Regions from separate parts of the Rattus norvegicus genome. Here regions 1 and 3 are each linked to region 2. Evidence: chromatin contacts called from public Hi-C data. All regions are on one chromosome and are shown on one strand. The core of a region is the stretch at or near the end of the contact, and the rest is flanking DNA. Distances in the headings are between cores, read along the strand shown. Region 1 holds the start of Zbtb20 (zinc finger and BTB domain containing 20). Region 2 overlaps Zbtb20 (zinc finger and BTB domain containing 20). Region 3 has its middle 71 kb from the start of Zbtb20.

What was found. A called contact is a pair of places that touch in the nucleus more often than the background predicts.
Region 1: a Hi-C map of liver shows a contact between it and region 2, with 2.5 times the contacts expected there. The contact joins the promoter of Zbtb20 here to the enhancer-like site in region 2. A contact is called at or near these places in 3 of 12 Hi-C or Micro-C datasets (hepatocytes, kidney and liver) and 1 of 1 datasets of contacts at active chromatin or transcription factors (oligodendrocytes).
Region 3: a Hi-C map of liver shows a contact between it and region 2, with 6 times the contacts expected there. The contact joins two enhancer-like sites. A contact is called at or near these places in 2 of 12 Hi-C or Micro-C datasets (kidney and liver).

What each region holds. Positions count from the first base shown.
Region 1 is chr11:71,295,672-71,299,237 of GRCr8, reverse strand. Zbtb20 (zinc finger and BTB domain containing 20) reads left to right here and starts at 2,199. Exons shown (of 11, transcript NM_001105880.2): 1 at 2,199-2,275.
Region 2 is chr11:70,977,236-70,980,840 of GRCr8, reverse strand. The region is part of intron 4 of Zbtb20 (zinc finger and BTB domain containing 20); the gene reads left to right. The region is part of intron 1 of LOC120095546 (a long non-coding RNA gene); the gene reads right to left. Among named protein-coding and RNA genes, the nearest start is that of Zbtb20, 320 kb to the left of the region's middle. Within about 2 kb of position 1,345, at least 33 of the 93 cell types and tissues checked have an H3K27ac peak or open chromatin away from gene starts, as enhancers often do. A contact at or near this core is called in liver, where this site is marked.
Region 3 is chr11:71,366,279-71,369,564 of GRCr8, reverse strand. No RefSeq gene overlaps it. Among named protein-coding and RNA genes, the nearest start is that of Zbtb20, 71 kb to the right of the region's middle. Within about 2 kb of position 1,989, at least 2 of the 93 cell types and tissues checked have an H3K27ac peak or open chromatin away from gene starts, as enhancers often do. A contact at or near this core is called in liver, where this site is marked.

The DNA.
Region 1 (3,566 bases), core at 950-3,449, 320 kb before region 2:
TAAAGGAATACATTCTGAATTTTATGGTACAGTGATATGCTGAGCCATATAAAAGGATTTGTTTTTTAATTTTATTTCATCTTTTTTTTTTTGTTTACACTCCAGATTTTATTTTCCTCCTGGTCCACCCTTCGACTGTTACACATTTCATACCTCCTCCCCACACCCCTGTCTCCACAAGGATGTCCCCACCCCCACCACCCCTACATCCCACCAGACCTCGAAACTCCCTGGGGCCTCCAGTCTCTTGAGGGTTAAGGGGTTAGGTGCATCTTCTCTGACTGAACAATCCTCTGTTGTATATGTGTTGGGGGCCTCATCTCATCTGGTGTATGCTGCCTGGTTCGTGGTCCAGTGTCTGAGAGATCTTGGGGGTCCAGCTTCATTGAGACTGCTGGTCCTTTTACAGGGTTGCCCTCAGTGTCCACCAGTTTTTCCCTAATTCAACCACAGGGTCAGCAGCTTCTGTCCACTGGTTGGGTGCACATATCTGCATTTGATTCTGGTGCTTGTTGGGTCTTTTGGAGGGCAGTCATGATAGGTCCCTTTTTTTATGGGCACCCCTTAGCCTCAGTAATGGTGTCAGGTCTTGGAGCCTCCCCTTGAGCTGGATCCCTTTTGGGTCTGTTGCTGGACCTTCTTTCCCTCAGGCTCATCTCCATTTCCATCCCTGCAGTTCTTCCAGACAGGAACAATTATGGGTCAGAGTTAAAAGGTTGGTTTTACAGATAATATATTTAAGGTCACTGGTATCAAAATATAGCATTGGAATAAGTTGAATGTACCCTTTACCTTTCATTTTGTGTGTGTGAATTCCTTTAGAAAAATTTACTCTAATATTTTTTAATGCATACAAATGATATAGTCCAACTATATAGAAAAATATTAAGGAAGATGGGTACAGATACAATACTCAGATATAGTTTGGTGCATCAGGAGTTGTTTTGAAAAAAAAAAATGAGGGACTTCCAACCAGTCCTGTTTTCTGATGTTCGTCGTCCTACAGCTGAAAATATATCTCCACTTTAGAAAAGGCACCCGGGAGTAAGCAAAGGCCATGAGGAGCATGTGGTGGGATCAGTAATATAATTAGCACTATTTTCCTGGAGCTAGTGTGTGTGAAAATTGGGTTAAAGGTATAGTATAAAGAGTTTCCTTTTTTTTTTTTCAAGGAAGGTTTATTTAAAAGCACCAGTTTTAGTTTTTATTTCCAATAAAAGATGAAAGGTTATTTACTGCAGTTTCAGATCCATATTCTAGGAAACTCTGTCTCGCTTGAGTGGTAACTCCTAATGGTTTATTTCTCTGGTATACTATATATTAAATGCATTGCACCTGTTCATACAGACTGCCTTGCATTGTGTTTGTGTAGCTGGATGCCTCAAACAAGAAACCAGGCTGCTTTCTTCTAGGGTACTAGCCTATTAGCAAGTTAATTAGACTTAATTCTGTTTTGTCTTACAGTTTTGTTTATGGTCTTGGTTTATTTACTGAACAGTGATTTCTTCTTTGCAGTTATCAGTTTTGTCTGAGATCAGTTTTCCCATTGTAAGGAGTCTGCTTCTTACAGTCTCCTTTAAGACTGCTCTGACTTTAAAATCATTACTAGGCTTTTGTCAGAGCAGATTTGTTGACATTTTTCTCACATTCAAAAAATAAATTTGAAAGATTGCACAAATAAGCTATGTAATTCCTTATTTCCTGCTAATATGCAAAAATGTATTTATGATAATTACACACGTACTGTGTGCCAGAGCTGAAACAATACATTCCTCATAATGGAGCATAAATAAAGAAGGTGGAGCCAGCTGCTCTTAAACTGTTTATTTGCAAGCACTAATGCTATAGAGACTATACCTTTCCACTCTGTTAGTCTGCCCATACTGAACCTGTTGCTGCATTAGACGAGTTGCATTTTCCTGGATAGGGGAAGGAGGGCTGTCTGCTGTCTGGTAGGAGGGCTTTGTCTGTGCCTTTCTCTCTCTCTGTTTCTGTTTTTCTTTCTCTCTCTCCTTCTCTTTCTCTCTCACTGGCTTGCTTGCTCTGTCTCTGTCTTTCTCTCTCTCTCTGCCCCCCCTTTCCCTCCCTCTCTCTTGCTCTCTCTCTCTCTCTTCCCGTCTCTGTGGTTTGTAAGGTAGGTTGCAGTGTGTGTATATACACAACATCAAGAGCAGGAAAATGGACTCATTAGGGAGGCAGGCAGTCATTACCACTCACACTGTACTTCCAGGGAGACACCGGTTATGAGAAGAGAGACTCAGCGCTGGGGAAGAAGGTAGGGCAGACAACTTTCATAAAAACAACCCTGCCTCCTCAGTCCCCCTGTGTTTATCATCTTATTTAGGCCACAGTGCTTTTAGGCTTGCTTTCTTGAATTTTAATTTCTGTATTTAAATTTGACAGAGCTAATGCTAGCTTGAAATTTGGAACATCTATAGGAGGCCTACCCTCTACTAATTTTCTTAATTATTTAAGGGTGTGACCTTGTGATTTAGTTTTATTAGTTTAAAAATAATTACAAACAAACCTATTTTTCTTACTAAAGTAATGAGTAAATCAGAATCTTTCACTCTTAAAACAAACTCCTCCGTATGTTTGTCTCTTTGCTTTTCTCGTCTGTTTATGCAATTCCATCTGTCTGTCTATATATCATGTTGTCCTTATTTATTGCTAACTGGATTTTGTTAGTTATTTGCCAGTGAGTTTTAGCTGCAGTGCCAGTGTGGGTACTACCAAAATGAGACTCTTGTTCTTTGTTTTACATTGAAGTTTAAAGTCCATGTTTACAGTATAAATCCTCGAAGCAGGTTGCATACTTTATATCAGCATGTTTATTTGATGTCATTGGACATAAGGTGAGGGGTAGCCCCTGAGGGTGGGCAAGCATCAAGTAACTATTTTTTGCTAGTACACAAGTAGAAATTTGCATCAGGGGGGCGATAGTTTGAAAGAAATTGGGGCTGTTTTCTAACATTTTATTTTCTAGGTAGATTGTTGCATTTATATGGATATTACTGGGGTTAGTAAGAACACAAACTTTCTTACCAAGAAGTTTTTATCCTGGGACAGTTTCCTTTTAGTATGTTACTGCTTGTTTATGCTTGGGGAGGGAGGAGTGGAGGCTGGACTTTTTAAATTTTTTTTTTAACAAAGTGGAAGCTATGGAGTATATCAGGCCATTTTGTGCAACAACTGTAAGTATTCCCTTAACATATTTGCGTCCATAAATAATGTACTTGTTATTACAAATATGTCTGTGAGGGTTTTCTTTTCTTTTTCTTTTTTTTTTTTCTTTTCGTGGTGGAAAAAAGTTATGCTTGGAACTAGCTTACATTGTTGAGGAATTTTCTAGAATAGTGCTTTTTAAAAATTTCAGGGAGTAGTTAAATAAGATGGATTTGAAGTATACTTTTAGGTAGACTTTTATTTAGGTTTGTACAAAAGTAAAACTTTTATTCAGCTGATTAAATGTAAGTCAGACAGTGAGGCACATAAATGTTTTCAGAATATGCACAAGCAGTGGTAGAAAATGAATGCTGATCTGTGGAGATCTTTGATAATAACAA
Region 2 (3,605 bases), core at 96-2,595:
AGTCATGCAAATATGGTTTATCTTCTGACACAGTACAAACAGAAGTGATTGGGCGTGAGTGTAAGCATTTGGTGAACAAAAGACAAGTGAGCAGGAAAACAGGAAAAGGCAGTGTGTGCTCCTATGTCCTCTTCTGGCCTGGGATCCCAGGAGTACATTGACAGTGAAGACAGCACACACTGTTTGTGCCTGTGTTGGGGATGCCACATACCATCTTGATGATGACAGGCATCATGGTTCGAGAAGGACTTTGTTCCTTAATAGATTTGTTTTTAAATCCTGAGCTGTTTACTATCTAAGGCACTTATCTGAAATTACTATGCACTAAATCCCTCAGTTCCTAGAACTGCTAATCTAGTCTAATCTATTCTAGTAATAGTTTTAGAAAAGGTTCAAAGGTTTGCCTGTGTGTAGAATGTTCTTCCTACCACTCCATATAGTTCTCCTGTCATGTCTAAGGGCCCTGTTTCATGCTTTCCTGTATGTGCTATATACAGTGCTCTGTTTAGAGGTGAATGTTTTCTTTTAGGCTGTAATGATTAAATTATAAACTTCTTGAAGACAGAGCCTGTGCCTTAGTCTCGCAGTGCTGGTATGATCCAGTTTCTGATACCGAAGAGATTCTCAATAAGTATGTATCTAATAAATTAATGAATTTGCCTTTACACACATCAGATAAAGGGCATGACTATAATCTCCTCTGTGTTTTTGGTTTTCTCCAGTGCGTGTGAGCATTTTGAAATTGACTGTGGACATGCTAGTATGCTTCTGACTTCTCTACCTGCTTTCAGAGATATTTTCTAATTGTCGAAAAGACATATTTTGCTACCATTGGCCGTTTTCCTTTCTGTTTTGTTTCGTGTGCCTCTGTTTACTCTGACATATCTTTACAGCAGGGCTCAAGTGTGCTGTCCTTGAGTGATTGCATGATGGAACCACGTGGAAAAGTGCTCTTAATTCTCACTTTTGTTTGCACGTTACCTGCTTTGTTGCTTTGTTCGAGTGCTAGCATCGATATGTTTTTAAAAGATACATGGACTGTGACAGCAAGCTGAGAAAGTCGGGTTTTTGTTTTGTTTTTCAACCAAAATTCTTAGGCCTTAATATAATATGTGAGGCATAGCTAAGAAGTGAATAAATGTGCCCGACCTGAACAAACGCTCCAGTGTTGCTTTACTGTTTTGAGGTCTGGGCCTGAGAATCTTGTTAAAAGCTAACTGAAATGTCCAGTATCGCCCAGCCTAGCAAAAGAAAATCTGACACTCGCAACTTGTACTTCTGTGTTCCAGGCTGTTACACAAGCTCACTGAGAAGTGCTGTATATGTCTGATTTCTCAACTTCACCTGCAGTAAACTTGTGCAATCCTAAGGCTAGAGACCTCCTTTGTAAATGTTGTCGGCCCAATAACGGTGTTGGCACCCGGGAGGCCCTAGCAGATAAAAGTGGAAGAGCATGTGGCTTCCACCTGAATACAAATTGATGGACATAGCATGGTAATTCAGCTGCAATGTCCCTATCCTGTAATCTGAAAGTCTGAGTAGATGTGTTTACAAACGGCATCTGAATTCTCCCACCCCTCTACACCCCCACTCCACTGTGTTTTTAGCGCCCTGAATTACAGCCATCCTGCATCGTAGTCTCACTGTGTTATTTGTGAAAATGGTCAGCATGAGGAATTATTAATTAAAGCTAACAAATCACCCTGACGAGCTGTGCCCTGGCATGGCTGAAGGTTGATTGGCGAAAGTGTTCTCCTTTAGAGAAAAGACTTTTTGTGCTCGTGACGCAGTCAGGGACAGATTATTGAATATGCAAGTTAGAAGAAAAATCACAGGACAAGCAAATTGAGTATTTACTGGCAAATAATTGCGCTCTTAAGCTGTGGCTCTCTTCCTAAATTCTTAACATTCCCGAGGGTTAGAAAGAAACACAGAAAAAAAATGCATCGGTACAGAGTTCATTTCAAAAACACACATAGACTGATGTTTGAGGCTCTTGCAGGTAAGTGTGATTGTGTATGCATGGGAAGTGAAAGACCAAGCAGAAGATGAGAGCATGGCTGTGAGTCTGGTGAGTTGTTTATGGGAATACAGCTCAGCGTATTTCTAAGTTGAGAATTTAGTTTCCGTGCTGCATTTATTGTGAAAGTGAGAGTCGAGAAAAGGAAAGGGTGTTTTCTCAAGTTGTTTGTCTTTATCAGCAAAAAAAAGTGAATGTTTTGTCCCAAAAATAGTTTCCATTTTGCTCAGATATTTGTGACTATGTACAAAACGATGACTGGATTTAAAGATCTGTTGTTATTTTCAACATTGTTAATTATGATGTGTCTTAACAGTGTCCCAAAAACATGTGGGTAAAACTATTGCATTTATTTTTAAAAGTAAACACTGTTTTACATTAGGACCTAGCTAGTCCTTGTTGAAGTTTCCACAGGATCATTAAAGTTTTGAAGTAGTTGTTAGGCTTCGAGCCCTTATAGTAACCAAAGTGTTCGGGGTGTGTGTGTGTGTGTGTGTGTGTGTGTGTGTGTGTGTGTGTGTGTGTGTGTGTGTGTGTGTGTGCTTCATCTGGAATGTTGCTCAAACTCCTAAGTTTTAAGGTCATTGTAAGATATAAGAAACAACTTTAATGCCTTTTTCAAAACTAAATGTAACACATGAAAATATATACATGAAGGCTCATGTATAAAATGTAGACATTAAACAGAGATGCTATTTTTTTATACGTGCAGTTAGATTATGTGAACAGCATCCAGAAATATGTGTATGTACTGGGGATAGATTACATTTTCTTTGAAAACTTAGAAAAGGTGCTGTCATCGACAACAAGCTGTTTTTGAAATGAGAATAATTGGCTGGCGAAATAGCATTTTAGGCTCATAATAACTACGAGTAGCTTGGATTTAAAACAAAGGCATAAATATAATTTAGACTAAATTAACTAATTAATAATTGCAAAGTGCTTTAACAATAAAACATCGACATGATAGGAATAGGAGTAGGAATAATAAAAATGGAAAATCCAGCAGTTACACAGAAATTAACCGGAGTCAACTACATTAGCTTTCAGAAACTCACAATTTTTTTTTTTTTGGTTCTTTTTTTTTTTTTTTTTTTTTTTTTTTTTTTTTTGGAGCTGGGGACCGAACCCAGGGCCTTACGCTTCCTAGGCAAGCGCTCTACCACTGAGCTAAATCCCCAACTCCGGAAACTCACAATTTTAAAATATAAATAAATAAAGGGAACTTTTTTCTGCCTTCTAGTCCATTCCTTAACCAGAAAATATATTACTAGTTAGGTGATTTTCCTTACTGTATTTTATGTTACTTAAAGATTAGTTTTATGATATAGAATAGAACTGCAGAGAAAGTTTAGAAAATCTTTTTTTTAAAGATTGAATTCCCACTGGACCAGATTTACTTAGATTTCATGAGGCAGCCTCTTTAAAGTTTTCTGTGAGTATTAGAGGCCAAATTTGGTCTATTATTTTGAAATAGCAAAGAGGGCACTTAAAGCATATGTTCAGAGAACAAACCATCTGCCTTCTTTATTATGAGTATCACAGCATTATGAGGAATTGGGAAGGCCTGCAAAATTGAGCCAGA
Region 3 (3,286 bases), core at 740-3,239, 390 kb before region 2:
TAGTAGTATTATAAAAACAGAACATCCTCAAAAAACTAAGAATTATCATGTTATGATCTGGCAATCTCGCTACTATCTGTATATGGAAGGAACTAAGATCAGTAAGTCAGTATGCTGAAAGATGTCTGCATTTACATGCTCATTGCAGAATGATGCATGATAGCCAAGCACAGAAATAGACCAAGTGTCCATCAATGTATAAACAGACATTACAATGTGGGACTTAGACACACAATGGAATAGTGTTCAGCCTGAGGAAAGAAAATTTCATCGTTTGCCAACATGAAGCGAATGAATCTGAAGAATATTATGTTAAGTCAAAGAAGTCATCCACAAAGAAATGTGACGTTTGTTCTCATCTGTGGTAGATAAAAGTAGCCAAACTTGTAGCTAGTAGAATAGTGATTACCAAAAGGAGTTGGAGAGGCAGGGCCAATGAGGCATCGGCCAAGAGTATAAAGAGTGAGTTGTGGGGAGAGGGGTTGGAGAGATAGCTTAGCAGTTGAGGGTATCTTACAGAGAACTGGGGTCTTACTTCCAACACCCACATGGTGGTTCACAAACATCTATAACTCTATGTCTAGGGGATCCAATACCATTTTTTTTTTTACCTCCATAGGTACCAAGAATACACATAGTGCACATGACATACATGCAGGCAAAACATTCACATGTAAGATACAGGGAATACAACTAAATTCTAAAAGTGAGTAAGTCCAGTGTTGTATTGCTCTGAAGAGGTCTATAATTAATAATGCATTGTTGTAGGTTTCAAAATAGCTGTGAAAGGATACTGAATATCTTTATCACAAAAATTATGCTTCCAATAATAGGTATGCTAAATTCCATGATTTGATCATTTCACAGTGTAAACATGTAACAAAACATCAAATTGCACCTCGTACTTGCTATTTACCCATTGAAATTAAAGTTAAATAAAAATATGATATACCTGCAAAAGGAAAATTACTCAACAACCAGAGAGAAAACCACTAATACATGCTACAGTTAGGATAAGGTCAAAGTATATGCTAAGTAGAAGGCACCATGCCTTAAAGACTGTATATTATTTTTATTCCTACGGAATACCCATAATGGTAAAATTTTAGGCAGAATATTATTTTCTATGGCTGGAAGTATGGATTCAAACACTGCAAGTGGGCACAGGAGATGGTATCTAAAATGGGTTGCAGCCATTAATTGCACAACTTTCTAAGCTTAATAAAGGCCATTGGATGGTCTACTTTGAATGGGTATATTTAAGGTACAAGAATTATACTAAGGTTTTGAAAGAGGATAATATTTGTATCTGGTTTGCCAGCTCTTGCTTCTCTGTGTTCAGATGACCAGTTACATACCATTTAGGATTATTTTAATTTCTGAGAAATAAAATACACTTTTGTATATTGAATTAAAATTATTTAGGCAAGACTTCCTATTCTTCCTATTAAAAAATAAAATTATCATTGAATGTGTTTCTTATAATTTCATAACCTAATTTCATGGTGTTTTGAATTTAAGACAAAAAAGTTTAACAACTGAGAATGACATACAATCCTAAATTTTATGAGAGGATTACTTATATATAGTTCCACAATATCTTAATTAGTGATGAATTATCTTGGTTCTTAGGAAATACGTGACCTATATGTTCATAAACTTAGTCTAGCAAACCAATGTTTGCTTTGTATGAACTAAGCCTATGATTTTGTTTTTATATTCCATGAACTGGATTATTCTTCCTTTAAAATTGTTGTTTTTCTTTAAAATAAATGGACAATGTACTTTTTTTTAAAGTTCCAAAATTATCTTATTTGTTAAATCAGACAATCTTTTAAATGTAGATTTCATTTTGGAGTAATTTTTTATTTCTGCCAGCAGGTGGAACCCTTTAGATTTATTTTTTTCTCAGTGCTAGATAAACTGACTCTCTGTGAGCCATTTTAATTTTTAAGAATAGCTTCATCTAACGTTTGTTTCTGCAACAGAATGAGTATGCAAGAAGAGTGAACATATATTTCCTACAAAATTTCATCATTAATGGAACTCACATGAATATATTTAATTGATCTTACAACTTCACAGACTCTTGATCAAATTACACTGGTCAAAGTGTAAGTTCTCAGGATGTTCTATGTACCCCGGAAACAACTAATCTAAAGGAGCCTCCATTCTGTAGAATAAGTGTTTGCAAATATTTTATGTAGTAATTGTTTACATTCAATAAGGCTTGATGTCTTTATCCAAACTATCTATTACTACAGTGGTTTAAAAACACCCACAGATAACGTGTGGGCAGGTTTGGTCTTTGGACCATGGTATTTACTCTTACCCCTGCTCTTGACCAGAACGTCCTGAACTTGCTTGTGTATCTGAATCAGCAGGATATTTTAAATTTTAGATAGCAAGGTCAGTTCTTCTGAGCTGATGACTAGGCAGATCCCTGGAAGGACTTGAAGATATGTTTCACTAATAAGTTTCTAAGTGGTGCTGATGTTGTTGGTTCCAGGTACAGACTTTACCCTGGAAACCGTACTTTATGCCATATCAGCATTTCTGCTGCTATTTGTTTGTTTATTCTCTCTCTCTCTCTCTCTCTCTCTCTCTCTCTCTCTCTCTCTGTGTGTGTGTGTGTGTGTGTGTGTGTGTGTTACATGAATGTTGCTACTCAGAAGAGGGCATTGGCTTCTCTGAAACTGGAGTTACATGGAGTTACAGGTGGTATTGAACTGCCTGATGTGGGTACTGAGAATGGAAGCCAGGACCTCTGGAAAAGCAGCAAGTACTTGGAACGACTGAGTCATCTCTCCATGGCCCTGACGCTTTATTTCTAGAATATTCTTTAAACAGGTAGAATAGATATCAAAGCATGAGCTTGCAATATTTCCTAAAGAGACAATTTACGAAGTAATAGATTGGGTCAAAGGGAAGTAAGACTTTATATTGTGACATACACAGTTCAATTATCAGCATCTATTAGAGGAGTGTCATATTTTTTTTAATTAAAAATGATGCTATAGAAAATACCTCTTGCAGACACTCACAGGCTGAAAATGTGTTGACATTAGTATGAGAAGGTGAGAAAAGAATCACCCACCACTGCTTTCATCCTGACACAACCCTTATATTTTAATGCATGTGTTTACATAGCTAAGATCATATTACAATTTACCTTCGAAATATGTTTTCTAAAGTGTAGTGATCAGAATTGCTACCCTTATAATTAAATACTACTTGTAAACATAGCTTTAATAGATATGTAATTTCCATTACATATAAGTATATT